3 separate regions of the Sus scrofa genome follow, and regions 2 and 3 are each linked to region 1. Evidence: chromatin contacts called from public Hi-C data. All regions are on one chromosome and are shown on one strand. The core of a region is the stretch at or near the end of the contact, and the rest is flanking DNA. Distances in the headings are between cores, read along the strand shown.

Region 1 (3,432 bases), core at 672-3,171:
GCAAATGTGGACACTCCAAGTTAATTGGTAATGAGTAGAAAACCTGGAGACTAATATGAAAGAAAATGTACATTAAAAGGACATTTATCATTCTTTAAGCTTTCTTGGGTATGTACTTCATTTAGATATAACTGGAGAAACGAAAGCATTTCAGACTGTTAAAAAGAAACAATACAAGGGTTAGTCAAATGCAGTGTGAAATGAATATTTATGTCTGATTCCCTTACAACACCATGGCTCCCCAGGACTGTAAATAATGGTTTCGTGATGTCAAATGCCTCTGTTCATTTGCATCTATTCTCAAAGTTTCTCTGAATTTTTTAAAATGTAATAAGAGGAAAACAAGTAGAAGGAGACTGAAAGGAAAATTAATATTGGATAGAAAATATTTATCCAAGTATGTGAAGACTAAATGCTGTGTAGTAAGAACATGACTCTGGGGAGAAAGAATAGTTACAATAGTCTAAACAAAATATATACCTACACTTGGGGAAATTCTGTACTGGAGACTACTAGTAGTTGCATTTTCATAAGAAAGTGTGGAGCTCTCGAACAAAACCTGCATGTGCTCCATACCTCTGACACATGTGGAGACTGACAGGTGTAAAGGAATCCACCAAGCTCCTGGTCAGTGCGAGAGAACGACCTGGGCAGTGGAATGGTGTTACAGTTCCATTCTCTCTGCCTCCAGGCATCTCTGCTGAGCTATCATTAATGCAGTAGAATATATAGAAGATTTAGAAAAACATCTAATTCTATGTAGTTCCACCAGACACAGTGACTAAAAAGTGGGGAAGAGAAAGAAGTGAGGATTAACGCCATTGGACCAACACTAGAAGAAGCCACAATTTTAAAGCCATCAATGTTGATCTTTTGATTTTCTCTCTTTGGTTATATCCTCACACCTTTCCAAATCCTCCTCATGTGAGTCTTTGATGGATGTTAAGTAAACTTTCATGATTGGGGAAACTCAAGTTTATCTCTGCCCTATTAGTGGTTACCTGACTTGGAATTACTCCTGTTACATTCATTCAAAGACAATTTCTGGACTCCACCCCCCACCCCCACCCCCCATCGCTTCTTCCTTTTTCTTCCCCACTTTCTGGCCACAGAGGCAGCATATGGAAGTTCCTGGGCCAGGAAATGAATCAGAGCCAGAGCTGCCACCTATGCTGTAGCTGCTGCAAAGGTGGATCCTTAACCCACTGCACCACATTGGGAACTCCACCCCTTCTTCCTTTATAGGATAATCCAAGGCCCAAGCTCAAGTTACTTCTACATGTAACCTAGTTATTATCTCCCATCCATTAAGGACTCCTTTGTCCTGACTACTATCTGTAGCACACACATTTGAAATAATTATATTTAATTTCTCAATTTGTTATTCGTTTTCTAGGATTGTTCATAGATTATTTCAGGTGTATCGATGGCTTCATGATAAACTCCTTGAGGACCCAAATGATATATATTATGGTATTTTTGTCTCACCAAAAGCACAAGTGAAAATTAACATAAACGTAGAAAACCTGAAGGAACAAGATTCAGTACGTTCTTGCTCACTGCACATACTTATGTTTTGTAAGGTCATTCTCTTGCTGTGTTGCCTAATTTCTAATGAACTTAGCAGTGGAAATTATTGTCCAAAAAAGAAAAGAGATCAAACTGGTCAATGGCAGAAGAGGGGTCTTTAGATGAGCATTTCCTGTGGTGCTCCTTGGAATCCCTTCCTGTATTACTCACTTTGCTTGAGATTGTCTAGAAAAAGAACAAAAAGGAAAATAAAAATGACATTGAAATTTAGGACATTTGGAAAAGAATGGGACACTACTTTGAGGAGATAAAAGGGGCAAAGACATGCTGGCATTTTGAAGGCCATTTTCCGTGAGTTTGTCAAATGCCAACTATGCTAATTTAGCATATTGAACCAGTGATTTGGTTTGTCCTGTTCTGGATTTCTATAACATGAGGAAATTATGACTTTAGTGAATGCCTAAAAATTGCAAAGCGCAACCAATCGCGTTTCTTATTCACTGAAAAACACTAAATGAACATAACATGGTTTTGTCCTATTCACGATATTGAAATGGATATTAGGTAGAATAATTTTATACCTCACCTTTTATTCTTTTAATCAGAACCGAATCTTTCCAAATTATCTTACAAGTCATAAAATTACCTCTTATAGAGTGATGTTCCATGTTGAGCTTGTTTGTCAAAAATCTCCTTTGAATTACCAGTCCTAGTCATGAGCCCAAAATATTTATAATTAAGATCTCTGTGGTAAGACGAATCCATTAATGTTCTTATTTATGCTACCCGTAACTGACAGAATTTAAGGAAACTGACAAACATTACCTCAATAATTCTCTTTGCTCAATTTCTATGTAGAAATGATTGAGGTTTCATTCCATTTACAGAGAAGTGCCATATTTAGAGACATTTAGCAAGACATTCCAAAGCTATAAATAAAATTCCAGCTTAATTCCAAATGCAGTTCTGTACCTCAGTAAGTAGAACCATAGAAAATAACTGGCTGGCTGCCCAAAATTAAGGAGTGGGCTAGAAAGTCTTTCTCAAATCCCAGTTAGTGAAATGAGAAAATTGAAATGAATGCTCCCCAGGATGTGGGGAAATCTGCATTATCCGTAGACCAGCTATAATCATTCCAGTTCCCAAGTTAATATTTATAATTAAAATAGATAACTGTGAAAAAGCCTTGGATTTCGTGTCTAAATGCTTTCTGGCAGTGAGGAGAGAGTCCTGCAAAAGAATTACCCTGACCTGCACTTCCCACAGCCCAGAATTAGAGTGAAAAGTGTTAATGTCCCTTACAATTTTTCTTTCTCAATAGCAACATGTTAAAGTCCCAAGATTTCTCATTATATTATTACAATTTTTAAAAATTGCTGGCTAATCCAATTCTGATCTGAAAAACCTTTCTCTAATTAGTTTCTTTGCAAAATTGGACACAGACAGATTGTAATCCTTCATTTACTGATTTTATTTTAATGCTATTACTCAGCATATGTTGGCTACATTAAACCATTACAGTAAAAATTAAAATGAAAGTCATATGATTTACCCCCCTTTAAAAGTGCTGGACCAGTCTAATAAAAGTTGAGTGCCAAATACCAGATGTCTGATTTAAAAGAAATTCTGAACAAAAAGGAAAAACCCTCCCATTATTCTCTTAAGATATTTGGTTGAGATTAATACCATCCAAGGAAAAATAACGTTTATATATTAATATAGCTGCATGGGTATATTCAACTGAAGGAAAAAGATGCCAGGGATAAAAAATGAAATATGAATATGGATCTTGATTTTTTTAGACCTTCATCTGCATAAATAAATTTGTACTGCTTTTATACACTGTCATTAAGCCAACTTGATATTTTAAAAAGAAAATGAGGAGGTTGTTTCCATTTAAAA
Region 2 (3,432 bases), core at 696-3,195, 410 kb before region 1:
CCTGGTTCCACACCACCCCCGTGCTTTCCTGACCAGAAGAGACTGAGAGAGTTAGCAAGGGATGGTGGGTGTGATGGTTTCTAGTCCCAGCCCCTGCAGAAGAGCTATGAAGCCTTGCTCTGCCCTCGCTACCGCCCAGGCCTCCGCAAGCCTGCAGGCTCAACTCCCGGATCGGCAAGTTTATAAACAACCACCCGTTTTCAAGTCGTTTATGGAGGAACTGGGGGCCTTCTCTTTAACTCCAGATGTAGGGCTGCGAGCGGGGGGGTTGGCGCTAAATCTGGTTTCCCTGTTTCAATCGCAGTCCCAGATCTGCGCTCTAGGGAAGATGGGCCAAGTGCCTCCGCCTGGGCCTGTCTGCCGGTGGCTCGGCCTCCGGCTCGGCTCTCCTCCAAGGCCTCCAAAATCCCTGGTTACCCCGGATCACTCGACTATGCAGCAACTAAAACGCCACAGGCCCCAAGAAGGAAAACTTGACAAATGGGATTATTTTGCAGGCCTTTCATGGGAATAGCCCTGCTCTAAACACCACTACCCTATGGGCACCTGGTAGGTACTTGAGAAAACTAATTTTCAGTTATAATTTTTCATTTTTGTTAACGATAAAATGACAGTGGTAATATTTACCATTTGTCTTAAATGGGCTCATGCAAACAAAACAAGAAATGCCCATTTAAGTACAGTCGCCTGGGAAGTTACATTTTATCTTCACTGCCAGAGAGAAACGAGATGCATTTTGAAGTTAAAAGTACATATTTTATGTTAACCTTTACGTAACTGGGCATAGTAATCAGAACAACCACAAAACTCTCTTAGAATCAGTGGCAGCCTCGATCTTAAAAGGGGACAATGCGATCAACAGTGAAATCATTGGAATCAAGCGCTTCTAAACAACTTATTTTATAACTATCTGAAAGTAAGATCGGATTGGACGCCAAATGAAGGCTCTAAAGGACAGAAAATGAGGGGTCCGGGCCAGTGCGATCAGAAGATCAATTCGGAACCTGAGTCCTGCCTCAAGGGCCCGGGGGAGCGGGGTGCGGGGGGGGGTGTTGGGGGGGGGGAGAGCAGCAATGACCCGGAGGGAAGATCACCCACACGAAGCATCCCTCTTAACCTCCTCCGCGTGCTGACACCCTCCCCCACCTCCTCTGCTTCTTCGGGAAACCATCTCGACCACAACCTGGTGCAAACAACCTTGTCTCAGGATGCAGCAGAGAGCGCGGTGTGCCATTGCTCAGGCCAAAGGGAAAGAGACCGGGATTCTCGGTCCCCCACACCCCACCGCCCGCCGTCCCCTGGTACTAACCAGCTCCTTCTTCCTTTTCTCTTCTTTCACATCTGTCTTCTTGATTTCCGCCTTAAAGGCCTCCGCCTCGCCGTTCTGGTCGTCCTTGGCCAGCAGGTCCATGAGGTAGGCGATGTAGCTGGTGGCCAGGCGCAGCGTCTTGATCTTGGAGAGTTTGGTGTCGGCGGGCACATTGGGGATACACTCGCGCAGCTCGGCGAAGGCGCTGTTGATGCTCTGAGTCCTGCGCCGCTCCTTGCGGTTGGCTGTGCCCCGGCGCTTCACCGGGCGCGGCCCCCCCAGGCCCGGGGGCCCGGCGCCCGGCGGCACCCCCCCGTAATGGGAGTGGTCCAGGCTGGCGGCACCGCTGGCGTACTCCGGACTGTAGGACAGGGCCATGCTGTAGTCGGGGGGCGACATCTCGGGGTGGCCGATGAGCCAGCCGTGGAAGTAGGGGTTCTCCTCGTGGCTGCAGCGGCTGGCGGCCGCGGCGGCCGCAGCGGCCGCGGCCGCGGCGAACGGATAGCCCTCATGGTGCACCACCGGGTGGTGAGGGAAGCCCCCAACCAGACTCATTTCGCCCTCCGCGCCCCAGCGTGCGCGCAGCCCCGCCGCGCCCCCAGCCCGGGCCCCTGCTTCGGCGCTCGGCGTCCTCCCCCACCCCCCACCCCCAGCCCCCCGGTGCCCGGGCCGGCCCCGCAGCCGCAGAGGGGGCTGCTGCAGCCCGGGCCCCGGCCACCCGCCTGGCCCGCGGGGCCCGCCTCAGCAGCGCCGCGGCCGCCGGCTCCCCATAGGGCGCGGCGAGCTGGTCCCGGCACCGTGCGCCCCTGGCCGCCGCCGCCTCCGGTTCCCGCCTTGTTCCACGGCCCGCGCGCGGGGTCCTGCTTCCCGGGCTGCTGCGGGCAGGCACAGTCCTCTCGTGCTCATGCAAAGGCGTCCCGGCTCCCGCGGGGCTGCTCGGCCGAGTCGCCGGGCTCCGCGCCCCGGCCGCGCTCCTGGCGCCGCGGCTCCTCCGAATCCCGGGAAGAGTCCGAGCCGCGGCTGGAGGAGCCGGCCCGGCTCTGCGGGGAGGCGGCGGGGTCGACCGCTCACTGTGAAGCTACCTCCATGCGACCCTCCCCTTCCCGCCCCTTCCCCTCCCCCAACCAGCCTGATCTGGGTTCTTGGGCGCTTATTGTTTTAATGAAATTTTTGGTTGTTGTTGTTTTGGTCCTGGAATGTGACTTTAGCAGCGAGTAACGTGTTCCGCTCTCCTCTCGTGCTCCCTCGGAGGGTTTTCAGAGAGGTCTCAGTGCATCCATTTTCTCAGAGCCTCTCCTTTCGGGGGAAGGATCTGAGCCCTGCAGGCGCCCTGGAGCGCGAAGGCGGCGGCTGGGGCTTGGAGGGCTGTTGCGCAGCGGCCGTGGGGGCTCCTGGGTGACGGCGGCGGCGGCTGTTCTCCGGGACTGGACGCCGTGAGGGGAGCAAGCGGATTTTCCCAGCAAGATCTCCATGTACAGCTACATCTTTAGGGCCGCTCGGGTTAATATATGTCGTCAGAGGCTCCTCACGCCAATCCCGGGGCGGCGGGGGCGGCGCCTCGCGCTCTCCGCAATAAAACTTTTTGATGTTCTCGTTGCTAATTGCCGAGGTCCTCTTTCAGGATTGGCTGCCCCTTCATAACCATAAGATAATTAAAACGAGGGGGGGGCAGGGTTAAAAAAAAAACTTTTTTATCAGCCAGAGGTTAATGCAAGTGTTTAACAGATGCTTCACTATTAAAATATTTTCCCCTAAGTCTCAAATATTGAAGAATCTCAAATCAGGTACAGTATCACTCCGCTTTCTTTACTGGTTTGAAGGGGGGTGGGGAAAGAAGGCAGATATTGCTTTTCGAAGTGTTCTGTAGGTAACCTAGGCAAGAAAACCAGCAGGCAGCGGGCGCAGTGGGAGCAGAGGCGGCGGGCGGCTGCGCCCCCACAAAGGCGCGTCTCTGGCCGAGGCTGGCGGCGGGGCGCCGCGGGCAAAGCTGAGGCTTTGACCTGGGCGCACGCTGGAAATGCCCGCCTCATCGTCGCTGGATATACCCACCACGTTACCCAGGCTGGGGCCATCTGGGCAGGTGGTGATATTGTGGCTGTTTTTGGAGATCGTGGCTGAGACCC
Region 3 (3,432 bases), core at 696-3,195, 270 kb before region 1:
GATTCCTTGTAAACCCCTTTCACCACATAAAATGGAAACTTGAAGCAAAGGGAGGGCCATGCTATTTTAATTAGAAAGATCACACCTTATTCTTTTAGGAATTCTCTGTTGCTTTGTATAACTTGTTTGCCCACTTTTGGGGGGCAGGAAACATCTTGGAATCCTTGAAGCTTTGGTGCAATTAACCACGTCCATCTCATACGTTTGATGAAACCACCCTATGAGTGAGTTTTAGGAACATTCTTAGGAGAACTCTGTATTTATTTAACTTGATGGCAAAACAGCAACATGCTAAATAATGTGATTAAAGTTGTTAAAAGCCAAAATAAACACATAATTATCTCAAGAAAAACGGTGTCAGGCAAGCGCGGTCTCCATAAAGCGGACCCCGCGTGCGTCTTTCAGGCCCTGGCGCACAATAGATCATAGTTAAAAGTCTGTTAACAGACCTCTGACGGCTGAGCCGGGTAGCTTGTGGTTTCCTTCGAAGCCTATTGGCATAATGTGCGTTTATGTGTGAGGTGCAAATTGGCAGTTGCCTTCTATTGGTGCCCTTGGCAGAACAGAAACCATACAGTAGGGCTACCAGCAGGAAGTGCATTGCTTTGAAATTACCCAGCAGGGTTTCTACTTGCTGCTCTTGCTGCTTCTGAGACAGAGGCCTTCCATCGTCTGGCCATGATTAAAATCAAAGTGGAGGCTTCTTTGCTGGGTGCCAGTAAACTTAGGTGAAAAACAGAAACAATCTGGAGTTTTAATTATTTTAAAATGCAATGTAGGCAAGAAACCAAGATGAAAGCATTTTTGACTAATCTATCCCAATTATTTCACATAAACGGATTTGCTAAAAAAGAGACCCATAGAGAGATTGCCTTTACCAGAAACTTCATAACATATCTCACATCCATAAAATATATCTGTGCCACGTATGCCGTTTTCATGAAACTCACAGAGAAAAGTGTCCAAACATTATACTTTGAGGTGAATAGGGAAAACCAGATGTGCATTTACCTTATGCCAAACACAAGATGCTACATTTATATGAAAAAAGCCTTCAAAGCATAGAATAGAATTTATTGGTTAGTTACTACCTTAAAATAATCCATCCGTAAGGGAGCTTCTCTGTGTTATAATTAAGGTTGGTGTAATTCCATAGTAGGCTGGGCAGATAATTCCCATTATGCTTGTAGTTTCCAAAGCTGGCAGCTTCTGGATTTCCTCTTTTCAGTTTCATTTTTTTCCATGCAGGGTACAAAAGCATGAGTCATGAGTTCAGAGTTTGCTGTCTCTAATAATCCACTGGGAGAAAATTTAACTTGATTTGGAACAAAACGTATGGAAGGCAAACTGCTGTTACATTGAACAAGTCAGCTTTCAAATGAATGGTGGTTGGAATCAAGAATTAACATGCAGGTTCTTTGGAGAAACACCCCCCCCCCCCCAAGTACTGGGAGTTCATGCTTTCAGTTAGCAAATGTTTACCAAGTGCCTGCTATGTGGTAAGCACTGTGATTAGAACTAGGGACCAGACTCTCAAAGAGAAGCCAGAGAATTAAATAGTTATTTACACCTGTCACTCTGGACTCGGACTGTCATGCTAAGGACGTATAATGTGCCAGGTAGTACCTAGTGGGGACCCCTAGCCCACAGGTGGGATTTGACCACAAAGAGGGTGTGAATGTTACATTTCTATCATGATGGTCACATATTTTTAAAGACATATATAGTATGACTGGGTATATTTATACAGCAGAAATTGTCTCAATGCTGTGAATCAACTATACCCTAATAAAAAATAAATTAAAAAAGACATATAAGAAGAGGAAAAATATATCATTTTGATTGCAAGGTTAGAAATGGCTTAGGAAAATTGGATATGCAGGTCCATTCTCATCCTTTGAAAGTTTTCTTCTTCTAACCCTAATTTATTGTGAAACTTCAAATCATTTGGTTACAGCCAAGAGCAGGTTGACACTGCTCGAGATCAAAGTGCTTGAGCTACCGCATATGCTCAGGCAAGGAAGAAATCTAGATGTCAACCTTCTTCCACTTGAAATTCATATTAGAAAGAGAGAAATCATAATAACAGTTTCATTAAGGAACATTGACGAGTATCTTTTGTACCTATCTAAATTCGGAACCTGGCAGTTATTGGTTTCATCTGATAGACAGAAGCACAGAAGACTCAGCCTGTCCCTGGCCTTGAGGAATGAACACAGAATTTGCCGGCTGTACATGAAAGTCTGCTTACAAAAACTAGCTCCCACTGGTGGAAATACCTTTCTGTTCAGTACACGAAGTTGATGGAAGCTTTTGTCTTTCTCAAATTCTCCTCCTGATCAGATTTTATTTTTGCTCCAAGACAACCTTTAATTGAATAAACATAGTCATTTCGTTCAGAAAGAATTTCCATGACATGTGTTGAATAAAATGTACATGTTCTGTATCCATCCCAGCAGCACCACCTATTGTTATGTTGTAGCCTTTGTACTAAACTTTCAGGCATCTAATTTGTTTATTCCCCAATATCCCGCTTTGGCTTCTGATATACTACACATTTTACAGGGTATAAAGGTTGAGCATGAAGACTGTGGTGATATTTCTCAAGTGATAAACCAGTTCTGTAAATAAAATGCATTTTTGTGGCACTTCAGACTTTCATTTGAATTGGTGAAAGGAAACTGAATGGAGAGGCCGTATGATTATAAAAATATTTAGGAATGGTGGAATAGTGTTTGGTAAATGAGATCCAAGTCTTTAAAGTTACTACTATTATATATTATTTATAAAGTAAAAGTGGCATTTTTTTCCCAATGGGGTTTAAAAACACTGGGAAATAAAAAATATTATTATTTGCATTTACAAGTGAAAACAAATTCAGGAACAGTCAAATGGGACACTATAGAATTTTTCAGCCTTATTCCCAGAAGAGGCAGAGGTAGGATGGGATATTTTACATAGTCTTTATTTGATATTTACAGGCACATATATGAATGTGAGTCATAAACTATGTTTTCTGTAAGCCATGTTGATTTAAACCATGTAAACCATGTAAAGGACTTTATGAGGAAAATAGTAAGTAACATAAGGAGTATTTCCCTATACATTATACTTTTGAAACTTCCCCCCAACTCTCTGGGGGTGAGTGAGGTGGCCTTGAGCCTTTGTCTTCTTTTCCTGTTATGTCCACTCTTTTTGAAATTTTATCTGCTCATAGGTTCAATTACCATCTCTATGCCGATTGCTTCAAAATTTGTATTTATGTCCCTTACATCTCTCCCAACCTCTAGAAAAAGAATGTCTATAAGTGGGAGTTCCACAAAGTATCTGTATCTAAAACACCACAGACTTATCATTCTTCTGACCAAAGCACCACATCTTCCTGCATTCCTCATCCGTGTTAATGCTCTACCATCTGTCTAGTTGCCCAGG

Evidence for each region. Hi-C and Micro-C count contacts between places; a contact is called where the count stands out from the background.
Region 2: a contact with region 1 is called in a Hi-C map of embryonic fibroblasts, with 3 times the contacts expected there. The contact joins the promoter of HAND2 here to the enhancer-like site in region 1. A contact is called at or near these places in 5 of 47 Hi-C or Micro-C datasets (embryonic fibroblasts, fetal heart ventricle, fibroblasts and 1 more).
Region 3: a Hi-C map of embryonic fibroblasts shows a contact between it and region 1, with 2.1 times the contacts expected there. The contact joins two enhancer-like sites. A contact is called at or near these places in 3 of 47 Hi-C or Micro-C datasets (embryonic fibroblasts, fetal heart ventricle and heart right ventricle).

The regions. Positions count from the first base shown.
Region 1 is chr14:16,050,985-16,054,416 of Sscrofa11.1, reverse strand. No RefSeq gene overlaps it. Among named protein-coding and RNA genes, the nearest start is that of CEP44, 160 kb to the right of the region's middle. Within about 2 kb of position 1,921, at least 2 of the 83 cell types and tissues checked have an H3K27ac peak or open chromatin away from gene starts, as enhancers often do.
Region 2 is chr14:16,458,602-16,462,033 of Sscrofa11.1, reverse strand. It overlaps HAND2 (heart- and neural crest derivatives-expressed protein 2), which reads right to left and starts at 1,945. Exons shown (of 2, transcript XM_013982698.2): 1 at 1,310-1,945. The coding sequence starts at 1,864. LOC100517194 reads left to right here and starts at 2,818. Exons shown (of 6, transcript XM_021073071.1): 1 at 2,818-2,864; 2 at 3,130-3,389. The coding sequence starts at 2,818.
Region 3 is chr14:16,317,859-16,321,290 of Sscrofa11.1, reverse strand. No RefSeq gene overlaps it. Among named protein-coding and RNA genes, the nearest start is that of HAND2, 140 kb to the left of the region's middle. Within about 2 kb of position 1,945, at least 3 of the 83 cell types and tissues checked have an H3K27ac peak or open chromatin away from gene starts, as enhancers often do.